Linked DNA regions of Mus musculus: region 2 is linked to region 1. The links are chromatin contacts, called in public ChIA-PET maps. All regions are on one chromosome and are shown on one strand. The core of a region is the stretch at or near the end of the contact, and the rest is flanking DNA. Distances in the headings are between cores, read along the strand shown.

Region 1 (5,530 bases), core at 2,961-5,460:
AGGTGCCTTGAGAAGGAGCAGAATAACTTTTTAAGTGATACAAGTAACAGAGAAATACACTAGATGTGGTGGTGCACACATTTAATTCCAGTGCTTAGGAGACAGAGGCAGGGCTATCTATCTCTGTGTCTTTGAGGCTAGCCTGGCCTATCTATGTAGAGAGTTCCACGCCATCCAGGACTACAAACTGAGACCTTCCCTCAACCAATCAGTCAAGCAGCCAGTCAGCCAGTCAATAAATAGATATATTTGACTTCATAAAAATTTAAGACCGGGGCAGGTGAGATGGCTCAGCGGGTAAGAGATGCTCTCCAGAAGGTCCTGAGTTCAAATCCCAGCAACCACATGGTGGCTCACAATCACCCATAATGGAATCTGACGTCCTCTTCTGGTGTGTCTGAAGACAGCTACAGTGTACTTACTTATAATAAGAAATAAATAAATAGATAATTTAAAATCATCTAAAGCTGGACGTGGTAGTATTTGTAATCTCCAGAACCGGTAACATGGCAACTTTATAAGAATTGTTTCTCAGAGGCTGGAGAGGTGGCTCAGTATGAAGGAGCACTGGCTGCTCCCCAAGAGGAGCTGGGCTTGATTCCCAGCTCCCACATCCTGGCTAGCAATCTTCTGTGACTCCAGATCTGACACACTTTTCTAACTTCTGTGGACACCAGGCACACCTGTGGTGTGCATACATGCAGTTAAAACATCCATAAACATAAATATAGATAAAGCTAAAAAAAATTAGGGCTGGAGAGATGGCTCTGTGGTGAATGGTGCTTTTACACAGGTCCTGAGTTCAATTCTCAGCAACCACATGGTGGCTGATGCTCACTTCTGGCTTGTAGGTATATATACAGAAAAAGCATTCATATATAAAATACAGGAATAAAGATTAAAAACAAAACATTTTTTCCACGGGATGAGGTTTGTGCATGGCACAGTACTCGGAAGGCAGAGATCAGATCTCTGTGAGTTCAAGGCCAGCCTTATCTACAGAGTGAGTTTCAGGACATTCAGGGCTCCACAGTGAAATCCTGTCTCAAAAAGACAAAAACAAAACAAAACAAGATTCTATTGTTATGTTTATTTATTTTATTTTATTTTTTGTGTGGCTATTTTGCCTGCATGGATGCATGTGCACCACCTGTGTGCCTAGTGTCCAGAAAATGCCACTGGACATGGAGTTATACATGGTGGTGGGAATTAAACATGGGCCCCCTCTCTACAAGAGTAAGCATTTTATATTATTTTTTTAAGTTTTATTTATTTATTTTATGTATGTAAGTACACTGTATCTGTCTTCAGACACACCACAAGAGGGCATCAGATCTCATTAAGGATGGTTGTGAGCCACCATGTGGTTGCTGGGAATTGAACTCAGAACCTTCGGAAGAGCAGTCAGTACTCTTAACCGCTGAGCCATCTCTCCAGCCCAAGAGTAAGCATTTTATTATTCTCTCTAGCCCCAGAGAGAAATTTTGAGAATAGTTTGAGGTACACAAGATCTTGTCTCCACAAAACAAATGAAACATGAAAAATTTCTGCACATTTAGAAAATAATTTAGGGGCTGGGTGGTGGTGGTGCACATCTTTAATCCCAGCACTTGGGAGGCAGAGGCAGGCAGATTTCTGAGTTTGAGGCCAGCCTGGTCTACAGAATGAGTCCAGGACAGCCAGGGCTACACAGAGAAACTCTGTCTCGAAACAAAACAAAACAAAACAAAACAAAACAAAACAAAACAAAACAAGAAAGAAAGAAAGGAAGGAAGGAAGGAAGGAAGGAAGGAAGGAAGGAAGGAAATAGCTGCAGCGTATCTCAGGTGGTTGAGTTATGAAAGCCTGGGTCATGTAATTGTTAATCCAGCACTCAGAAGATAGAGAGAGGCAGGAGGGTCAAAAGTTCAAGTCATTTTCTGCTGCCTGGTGAGTTTGAAGTCATCCTTGGGATTCATGAGATCTCCTTTTTTTTAAAAAAAAAAAAGCATGGGTGGGAGGAAGGAAGGAAGGAGGGAGGGAGGGAGGGAGGGAAGGAAGGAAGGAAGGAAGGAAGGAAGGATGGAAGGAAGGAAGGTTAGCTAGCTAAACCATTCATGAGAATTTATTTACTCGTGTGTGTGTTTGTGTGTGTCTGTATGTATGTGTGTACATGGATGTCTGTGTGTCTCTCTCTCTGTGTATCTATGTGTTTGTGTATACATATATGTCTACATGTGTCTGTGTGTCTGTGTGTGTTTATCTGTGTGCCAAAGACTTAACATGCAACCCTGACTGACCTGGAGCTCACTATGAGGACCAGGCCGGCCACTGTGAAGATCAGCCTGCCATTGTGCTGAGATTCAAGGCGTGCACCACCACCCCTGGCCATAAACATTTATTTTAAAACCTGAGAAAGACGTTATGATCCAATAAATAAATACAAATATGTGAACATAATTTGTAAGAACTGCAAGGGGCGACCACATGACAAACTCTTCAACCTTATCAGCAATCAGTGATATCAATTACAAGAATGGAGAACTGGAGCCGAGCATGGTGGCGCATGCCTTTAATCCCAGCACTCGGGATGCAGAGGCAGGTGGATTTCTGAGCTTGAGGCCAGCCTGGTCTACAAAGTGAGTTCCAGGACAGCCAGGGCTATACAGAGAAACCCTGTCTTGAAAACCAAAAAAAAAAAAAAAAAAAGAATGGAGAACTGCCATTGTCTGCTATTGTTCCTCAAATATATCTTATCCAATACTGGGCAAGGCATCATAAAACAGGCCCTTTAATGGATTACTAGAGGCAGAATATAATATGAGTTGTTTTGAAAACAACTGCCAATGTTAATAAAGAGAAGATTCCAAAGTCTACAGTACTTTTAATGATAAGGTTCTGTTCTAGGACAAAGTCAATTCCTCATTGTGATATTATTGTATCCACCCAAATTGGAAGCAATGGAAGTTTCCATCAATAAAGAAATTCACTGTAATCTGTGCGTTTCTGCTGTGATGTATTGCAGCAATGAGAATGTTAATTAACAAAACTGGAGCAACATGGAAAACATTCAATTATTTTTATTATCCTTAGTGGTGGTGGAGGGCAGTCCATACCCTGGAATTCCTTTGGAGGTCAACTTCATCTCCTCCTACTCCGATCCTTAGGAATTGACCTTAGGGTCTCTCTCACGTTTGGTGCACACACTTTTACAGGTTGAGCCATCTTGGCAGCCCACATATGTTAAACTTACAAAGTAGGGCTGGACATACAGTTCATTGGTGGAGTACTTGCTTAGTATATGAGAGGCCTTGGATATGATTCCAGATACACACATACTCACAGGAGCCAGCTCTCTCTCTCTCTCTCTCTCTCACACACACACACACACACACACACACACACACACACCACAAATGCATTGGTGTTTTGCATACATGGATGACTGTGTGAAAGTGGTGATAGTGGTGTCAGTTCTTGGAGTTACAGACAGTTATGAGCTGCCATGTGGGTGGATGGATTTGATTTAATCCAGGTCATCTGGAAGTGCGGTTGGTGCTTTTAACTGCTGAGCCATCTCTCCAGTCTCCACTGTCACCTTTTTATTTATTTACATTTTGTTATATACATACATAATACACACATACACATATATACATACATATAACTATCACCTTTAATGTATTTGCATTTTATTATATACACATATACAAACATATATACATACATACACACATACACATACATACATACATATAACAATAAAATTTACCATCCTGCCAAACGCACTCCCTCAGAAGGGTTTAGACAATTTGACTCTCCCAAAAATACACTTTAAAAGCTCACACATGCCGGAAGGTGGTGGTGCACGCTTTTAATCACAGCCCTTAGGAGGCTGAGGCAAGTGGATCTCTGTGAAGTGGATGCCAGCTTGGTCTACAGGGCGAGTTCCAGGTCAACCAGGGCTACACAGAGAAACCCTGTCTCAAACAAACAAACAAACAAACAAACAAACAAACAAACAACACCCTGATCCCTAAGGAATATAGAAGTGGCTCCACTTGGAAGTAACAAATCTTGAGTGGACCGTCTAAATCAGAAGAGTGTGGGCAGCTTCGGCCCACCTGTCGGCACTGCTGCACTTCCCCGCTCGGCCTTTGGATGGCGCTCCGAGCCGGGTAAACAGGGATCTGGAGCAGGGGTCCTTGCGTCAGCTCCCGTCGTGACGTCACTTCTGGTCCTGGGCGGAAGTCTTCAGCTAGCCGACCGGGAAGTAGCTGAAGACCGGGCGATGGGAACTCTGGAGGTCTCGCTCCGGGGCGGACCCGAGGCCACCGTGCCCCCGCGGTAGAACGAGCCTGGGTGGCGGGCTCCGGGCTCCTGAGGTGAGGAGCGTCGGGGCCTGAAGTGAGACCTTAGGAAGAAGCCTAGAGTCCCTGGCGGCCACTCTGGTGCCCCGTTTCCCCGCTCGGGAGACTAGACTGCCTTAGCTGGGCTCTGCCCCGGAAGCGGGTCCTCTTGGTGTCATCCCACTCCCAGAGGGAACGGCGCGGACCGGGATTTTCCTCTTCACCTCCACCACCAAGGCAGCGGGTAGCCTCGGGCCCGAGGTTCAAAGGAGCCGATTCTTCTTAACGTCGTCTTTTCTCCGCTGTCGCAGGCATGGAGGGGTCTAAGGCGTCCAGCAGCACCATGCAGGTGAGCTTCGTGTGCCAGCGCTGTAGCCAGCCTCTGAAACTGGACACGAGCTTCAAGATCCTGGACCGGGTCACCATCCAGGAACTCACAGGTCAGCAGGATCCGAGGAAAGGGGTGGTCAAGAAGGAGGGAAGTGGGCAACTTTAGGGACATTGAGGTGGCGGTCTCTGGCTTTCGGTTTTCTCGTCAGGAATAGACCTCTGACAGTGTCTCCAGAGTGAAGGAGTATTCACATATAACAGAATTTCTTGAAGATTTACCAGTGTATCAATCAGGTGTCCTGTAACAGTCCCCGTGGAAACCAGGCTTGGTGGCTCACATCTATAACTGCAGCAACTCAGGAGGCTGACGCCGGAGCTGCCTCAAGTTCCAGGCCAGCCTGCGCTATTGAATGAGACCCTGTTTCCAAAAATAAAAAGGACAGGAGAAGTGCCATGGTGCATCCTCTTACAGGTGACGAGTTGAGGTTAGAGCCATCAGTGAGCATACTTACCTGAGGTCCAGTGAAGTGTAGGAGAGCCTTGAAGCCTGAAGAAGAGAGTGAGAGAGGTGATTAGCGAGTTTAAACACGTTCATGGGCCTGGCATTAGCATGGAAACCTTGGCTTTGTTGTATATAGCTCCCTAGACCTTGATTCATTTTTATTCATAATTAGTATTAGTTATGTGTATAGGTGGTTTGCTTACATGTACATCTGTCCATGACGAGAATGCCTGATGCCGGGAGAGGCCAGAAGAGGGCGTCAGATCCCTGAACTGGAGTTAACAGGTGGTTGTGAGCCACCGTGTGAGGGCTAGGACTCGAACCTAGGTCCTTTACAGGAGCAACAGGTGCTCTAAGCTATTGAGTGATC
Region 2 (5,634 bases), core at 466-2,965, 400 kb after region 1:
TGTACCCCATTTCTAACTGGTCTGTATTTTCTTGATATTTATTTTCTTAAAATTCTTTTCGGGCATTTGTCCTCTATTGGATATGTAGTTGGTTTAAAAGAAAAATCCCGTTCTGTAGGCTACCAATCCGTATTCTTAAGCCTAACTCTTGTTTTCAAATGAGGGATGGAGAAGCAAGAACTTGGACAGACATTTGACTTTAGAGATGTCTCCATTCAGGGATCTTCTTTTTGTGAACAGCTGTGTTCAAAACCCTTGCAAACCCTGCCCGGTTTGCCTGAAGCATTGAAAAGAAAAGTTTGAGTGTGTGCAGCTCAGTATTGCAGGCTCACCTAGCACGCACGCATGCACGAGGCCCGGGTTCAACCCCCATACTGAAAAATAAACGTGTAAATAAGTAATGCTTGAAAATAGAGTATATGGAAAGAGAACTGGTTTGAAGTTAATAATCTTCTTCCACAAACCCACCAACACATGCTATTTGTAGGTAAAAATATAGCAATGGAAAAGAAATTTTACTTAGTTTTATTTTGAGAGAGCGTCTGACTCTACAACCCTGGCTGGCCTTGAATTCACAGTGACTCACCTGCCTGTGCTCCCCAGTGCTAGGATTAAAGGTATCTGACACCAAGTCTGGCTAAGAAGAACTTGTAAAATAGTGTTCTGAAATAAGATAAAGACAGAAATGTCATAATATAAAAAGATGGCCTGTCAGAGACAGGCAGCAGTGGTCACGTGAGGATAGCATTTCCAGCTGCCTTGTGGGAGGTGGTGTCAGTTTTTGGTAACAACATACCTTTCTGGAAAACCCAGCGTGGCTCCGATAATAAGGAAATTCACCACCCGTGTAACTGGAAATGCAGTTGGGGCAAGTACCTAAGGATGAGGCTGGTGACTCACAGGTGTCTTCAGGAACCCTGGGTCTTCCATGCCATCCTTACCGTGCCATCCTTACCGTGCCAGCTGTAGACAGGTTCCCTTCCAGGTGGTCTCATGGCTGTGGACAGAAGATCAGCCTAGGCTATTGCCTCCTTGGTCTGGCTGAGAACAGGCCTTTAATCCCAGCACCCAGGAGGCAGAAGCAGGTGATCTCTGAGTTCAGGTCTACAGAGCAAGTTCCACGACAGCCAGGAGGGCTACACAGAGCGCTGTCTCGGAAAGCCGACAAAACAGACAAGGCAGACCCCGTCTTCACCTGCTCTGTGGCTTCCTCTGTTCTGATGAATGCAGTGATCGGGGTTCCCTGGAGATAGATGGCTCTGCCATCCCTTACTGAGAGAATGGAGCTTTCCTTAGGAAGGGAAAGAAGCTGTGGTTAGGCCCCCAGCTAAGGCTACTGTTTAAGTGCATACAGAGTTGTGTTTCACACCGAAAATGTAACTGAGCATCGAAAGGCATGTTCCATCAGAGTAGGTTCTGGAAAGAAAGAGGGGCTCTAATCTCAGCTTTTATTAACCCTTGTCTGTGTTCTTTACAGAGACTCTGGGGATGTTGCTGCCCTCAGAGGGTAAGTTGGGCCTCCTTTTGTTCTTTCTCATCCAACTTTACCCTCTGGCTACTCAGCGCTCACTGTGTGTTGGTTTTTCTCCCATGATTTAGGTCTCGGAAATTTAACATTCTGGGCACGAACACAAAAGTGATGAACATGGAGGAGTCTAACAACGGCAGCCTGTCTGCAGAGTTCAAGCACCTGGTCGGTGTCCGAGGGGAGAGGAGGCGGCACAGGCCAGGTGGCAGAGGAGGGGGGAGAGACTGGCACAGCCTCAAGTGACACTTGCCTCCTTCTTCTTCCTTTCTTCCAGACCCTTAGGGAGCAGAGATGTGGGAATGGAGGCCGTGCCAATTGTGATGTAAGTAAGTTTTGTTCGGGCTAAAAGCAATTGTTTTCTTTCTTTGAGGAAGAAAGAGAAAGCTCTCTCGCTCTCTCTCTCTCTCTCTCTCTCTCTCTCTCTCTCTCTCTCTCTCTCTCTCCCTCTCTCCCTCTCTCCCTCTCTCCAACCCAGAATTAAAACTTTAACCCACTACTTCAGATGTTTGTCCTTTAGAAAAGTTGGTCGCTCTGGGCCAGGGTGACATGCTCAGAAGTCACAGGTGCTGTGGAGTTTTCTAGCGAGAAACATTTCCCTGAGTGTTGGGGAGTTGGCTCCCTTTCAGCAGTGGGAAGTCCCTCGCCAAGCTGTTACCCACACCCATCTGGTAGAAAAGAAGTTTCCACATTGCCCGGGGCTTCCCAGAGTCCCTTGCTACTACCTGCCAGCTGGCTCCCTTTTCAGTGCCTGGTGAGACAAAAGGAAGACATCAAGTCAGCCAGTCAGAGCTAAACAGAAAAAAAAACAACAACAAAACAAAACAAACAAAAAAAAACCACCAACCAAACTGTGCTCAGGAGCTGAGGCAGGGGAATTGTGAGTTTGAGATCATTCTGTCATTCAGCACATACATGTAAAAGAGCTGGAAATTCATTCCTGAGAATTCATCAGTAATTTGTGTACTAATTGATGAGGGTCTGTGGTCCCGTGCAGGTCCCAGTTCCTCTTTCAGAGCTGTAGAGTATTCTGCTGCCTACACCACAGCTCATGACCACAGGTAGCCACATTGCTTGACTGCTTGTGTGGCACTGAAGGTTATCACAGTCACTTTAGAAAGTGACTTGGCATAAAAATGAGCACACCCTGTAAACCGGCAGTTCCAGTCTTAGGAATTAACAGTAAAGAAAGCTTTGCATAGGTGAACTAAGGACAGATAACACAGTCACAGCCATTGGTCATTGACACAGCTCAGATCTCTCAGCACTGGGGTCATGAGCTGTGGTGTAGGCAGTGGAGTACTCTACAGCTCTGAAAGAGGAACTGGGACCTGCACGGGACCACAGACCCTCATCAAGGTGGGGGTGGGGTGTCAGGAGCAGGAACACACTGAGAGTGCAGTTCACTGTGTGAAGTACACATGCTTGGAGAAACAACCATGAACACGGTTGGGAGGAGCTGGGAGACAGCAGAGACAAAGACACAGTAAAGTGCAGAGAAGGGGGATTCACCTGGGGAATCTCGGTGATAATGGCAACTTATGCGGGATGATAATGCTAGGCTATCGCTCAGTGTTGGGGTGCACTTAGATGCATGAGACCCTGAGTTTGCTCCCTAGTGCATATAAAAGGAAGGAGGGAGAGAGAGAAGAAACCTAAGAAGCCTTCCTTTATTCCTTCCTATTCTCCCCTCCTTCCTTCCCTTTCTCCCTCCCTCCTTTCCTCTCTCCTCCCTCTCCCTCCCTCCTCCCTCTCCCTCCCTCTCCCTCTCTCCTCCCTCTCCCTCCCTTCCTCTCTCTCCCCTCCCTCCCCTCCCTTCCCTCTTCCTCCCTCCCTTCCTTCCTCCTTCCTCTTTCTCTCCCCTCCCTCCTTCTCCCTCCCTCCTCCCTCCCATCCTCCCTTCCTCCCTCCCTCCCTCCCTCCCTCCCTCCCTCCCTCCCTCCCTCCCTCCCTCCCTCCCTCCCTTCCTTCCTTCCTTCCTTCCTTCCTTCCTTCCTTCCTTCCTGTGTGTCTGTGTTTGTGTATGGTCGCACATGTGCGATGGTGTGAATGTGAAGGTCAAGTTGCCACTTGAAGGACTTGTTTCTTCTTCCACCAAGTGGGTCCCAGGGATGAGGCTCGGGTTGGCAGGCAGATGCCCTTGCCCACTGAGCCATCTTGCTGGCCCTCAAATAAGGACGTAAGCTGGGTGGCTTATCCTTGGATGCTCATTGCTTTGTTATTCTTCGTGCCTTGAATGTGTATTGTAAGATATGGTTATGTACTATGTAGTGCATATGTGAGGATCATGTCCTTGGGTCTTTGGGTGGAAGAAAGAGGGCAGAGTTGTGTCCCTGCCAGTGTCTCTGAGAGACCTTATGCTGTTGCAGGCCTCCTTGATCGTGACTGAGGAGCTGCACCTGATCACCTTCGAGACTGAGGTGTACCACCAAGGCCTCAAGATTGACCTAGAGGTGAGGCCTTCCCAGAACCAGGCGGCTCGTGTGCGGGGGTGCGTGTGCAGGGAGGCCAGGACAGAACGCCTGCCGGGATGATGGCTGTCTGCCCAGCCTGGATTTGTTTCTCATTATCTATCTCAGAAACGTCCCTGAGAGCCACCCTGTCCCCAAGAGTAAAGTCTTGCTTGAGTACCTGTTATGAAAATCTATATTAGTGATTGTTTAGAATCGATTTGATGAAGTTTGGGCAAGTGGGTCTTAGTAGCCGCCATTTAGATTTTATTTTCCTGCTTGCTTGCTTGCTTGTTTCCTTCCTTCCTTCCTTAAAGATTTATTTATTTTATGTATGTGAGTACACCATTACTCTCTTCAGACACACCAGAAGAGGGAATTAGATTCCATCACAGATGGTTGTAAAGCCACCATGTGGTTGCTGGGAATTGAACTCAGGACCTCAGGAAGAATAGTCAGTGCTCTTAACTGATAGGCCATCTCTCCAGCCCCTGTTTTCCATCTTTCTTGATCTTATTAAGTTTAGACCTGGAAAAGCAGACATCCTTAGGTTTGATTTCTAACACCTCAGCTTCATGGAAAGATGCAGGTTGTTTGGAGGTTGCCTTCCAGGTCTGTCTCTGGAGAGTCGGGCTGAGGGCCTGGGTTAGCCTTAGTGTTTGGGTTAGTGTTAGTTGTTTGTTTGTTTGTTTTTAAAGGTTTGTTTGTTTATTTATTTATTATGAGTGCACTGTGGCTGTCTTCAGACACTCCAGAAGAGGGAGTCATATCTTTTTTATGGATGGTTGTGAGCCACCGTGTGGTTGCTGGGATTTGAACTCGGGACCTTCGGAAGAGCAGTCAGTGCTCATAACTGCTGAGCCATCTCTCCAGCCCTAGTGTTAGTTTTTAGGGCCTGACTTTGAACAAGTCACTGATGATGTTCAGACATCAGTGCTGATGCAGGCTGGTCCTGATGCAGGCTGGTCCTGATGCAGGCTGGTCCTGATGCAGGCTGGTCTTTCTCCTCTTGGTGTTCTTGCTCCAGCCTGCACTTGCCGTGAGGGGTGGCCATGGTGTGATTTTTAATTCTAACTTATTGAGATGCGGGTGACAAGGGTTGGGAGCTGTGAGAGCCCAGCTGTCCCACTAAGTCATTCACCGCCTGTCCCCATACTCTACAGACCCACTCCTTGCCAGTTGTGGTGATCTCCAACATCTGTCAGATGCCAAATGCTTGGGCATCAATCCTGTGGTATAACATGCTGACCAATAACCCCAAGGTGAGTTTCCCACCCCCAACCCTCTCTGAAATCCCTGAACCTTGCTGCTTCTCCACCCCCGGTGCAGGCTGTCAGTGTCACTCTCTCATCCAAGTGGGTGCAGGCTGTCAGTGTCACTCTCTCATCCAAGTGGGTGCAGGCTGTCAGTGTCACTCTCTCATCCAAGTGGGTGCAGGCTGTCAGTGTCACTCTCTCATCCAAGTGAACAAATGTGTTCTTTTCAATAGAACGTGAACTTCTTCACTAAGCCGCCAATTGGAACCTGGGACCAAGTGGCCGAGGTGCTCAGCTGGCAGTTCTCGTCCACCACCAAGCGGGGGCTGAGCATCGAGCAGCTGACAACGCTGGCTGAGAAGCTCCTAGGTTGACAGCTTCAGACATGTCTGGCCTGGGGGGT

Evidence for each region. ChIA-PET counts read pairs in DNA pulled down with a chosen protein or histone mark.
Region 2: an RNA polymerase II ChIA-PET map of memory CD8 T cells shows a contact between it and region 1, with 8 read pairs. The contact joins the enhancer-like site here to the promoter of Becn1 in region 1. A contact is called at or near these places in 2 of 39 promoter capture datasets (the SN4741 cell line and liver), 1 of 115 datasets of contacts at active chromatin or transcription factors (memory CD8 T cells) and 1 of 9 other capture datasets (pancreatic islet).

The regions. Positions count from the first base shown.
Region 1 is chr11:101,300,966-101,306,495 of GRCm38.p6, reverse strand. It overlaps Becn1 (beclin 1, autophagy related), which reads left to right and starts at 4,210. Exons shown (of 12, transcript NM_019584.4): 1 at 4,210-4,364; 2 at 4,640-4,768. The coding sequence starts at 4,642.
Region 2 is chr11:100,894,667-100,900,300 of GRCm38.p6, reverse strand. Stat3 (signal transducer and activator of transcription 3) reads left to right here. Exons shown (of 24, transcript NM_213659.3): 12 at 1,478-1,507; 13 at 1,600-1,693; 14 at 1,803-1,850; 15 at 3,895-3,978; 16 at 5,139-5,237; 17 at 5,465-5,600. Among named protein-coding and RNA genes, the nearest start is that of Stat5a, 38 kb to the right of the region's middle. Within about 2 kb of position 1,715, at least 58 of the 459 cell types and tissues checked have an H3K27ac peak or open chromatin away from gene starts, as enhancers often do. A contact at or near this core is called in memory CD8 T cells, where this site is marked.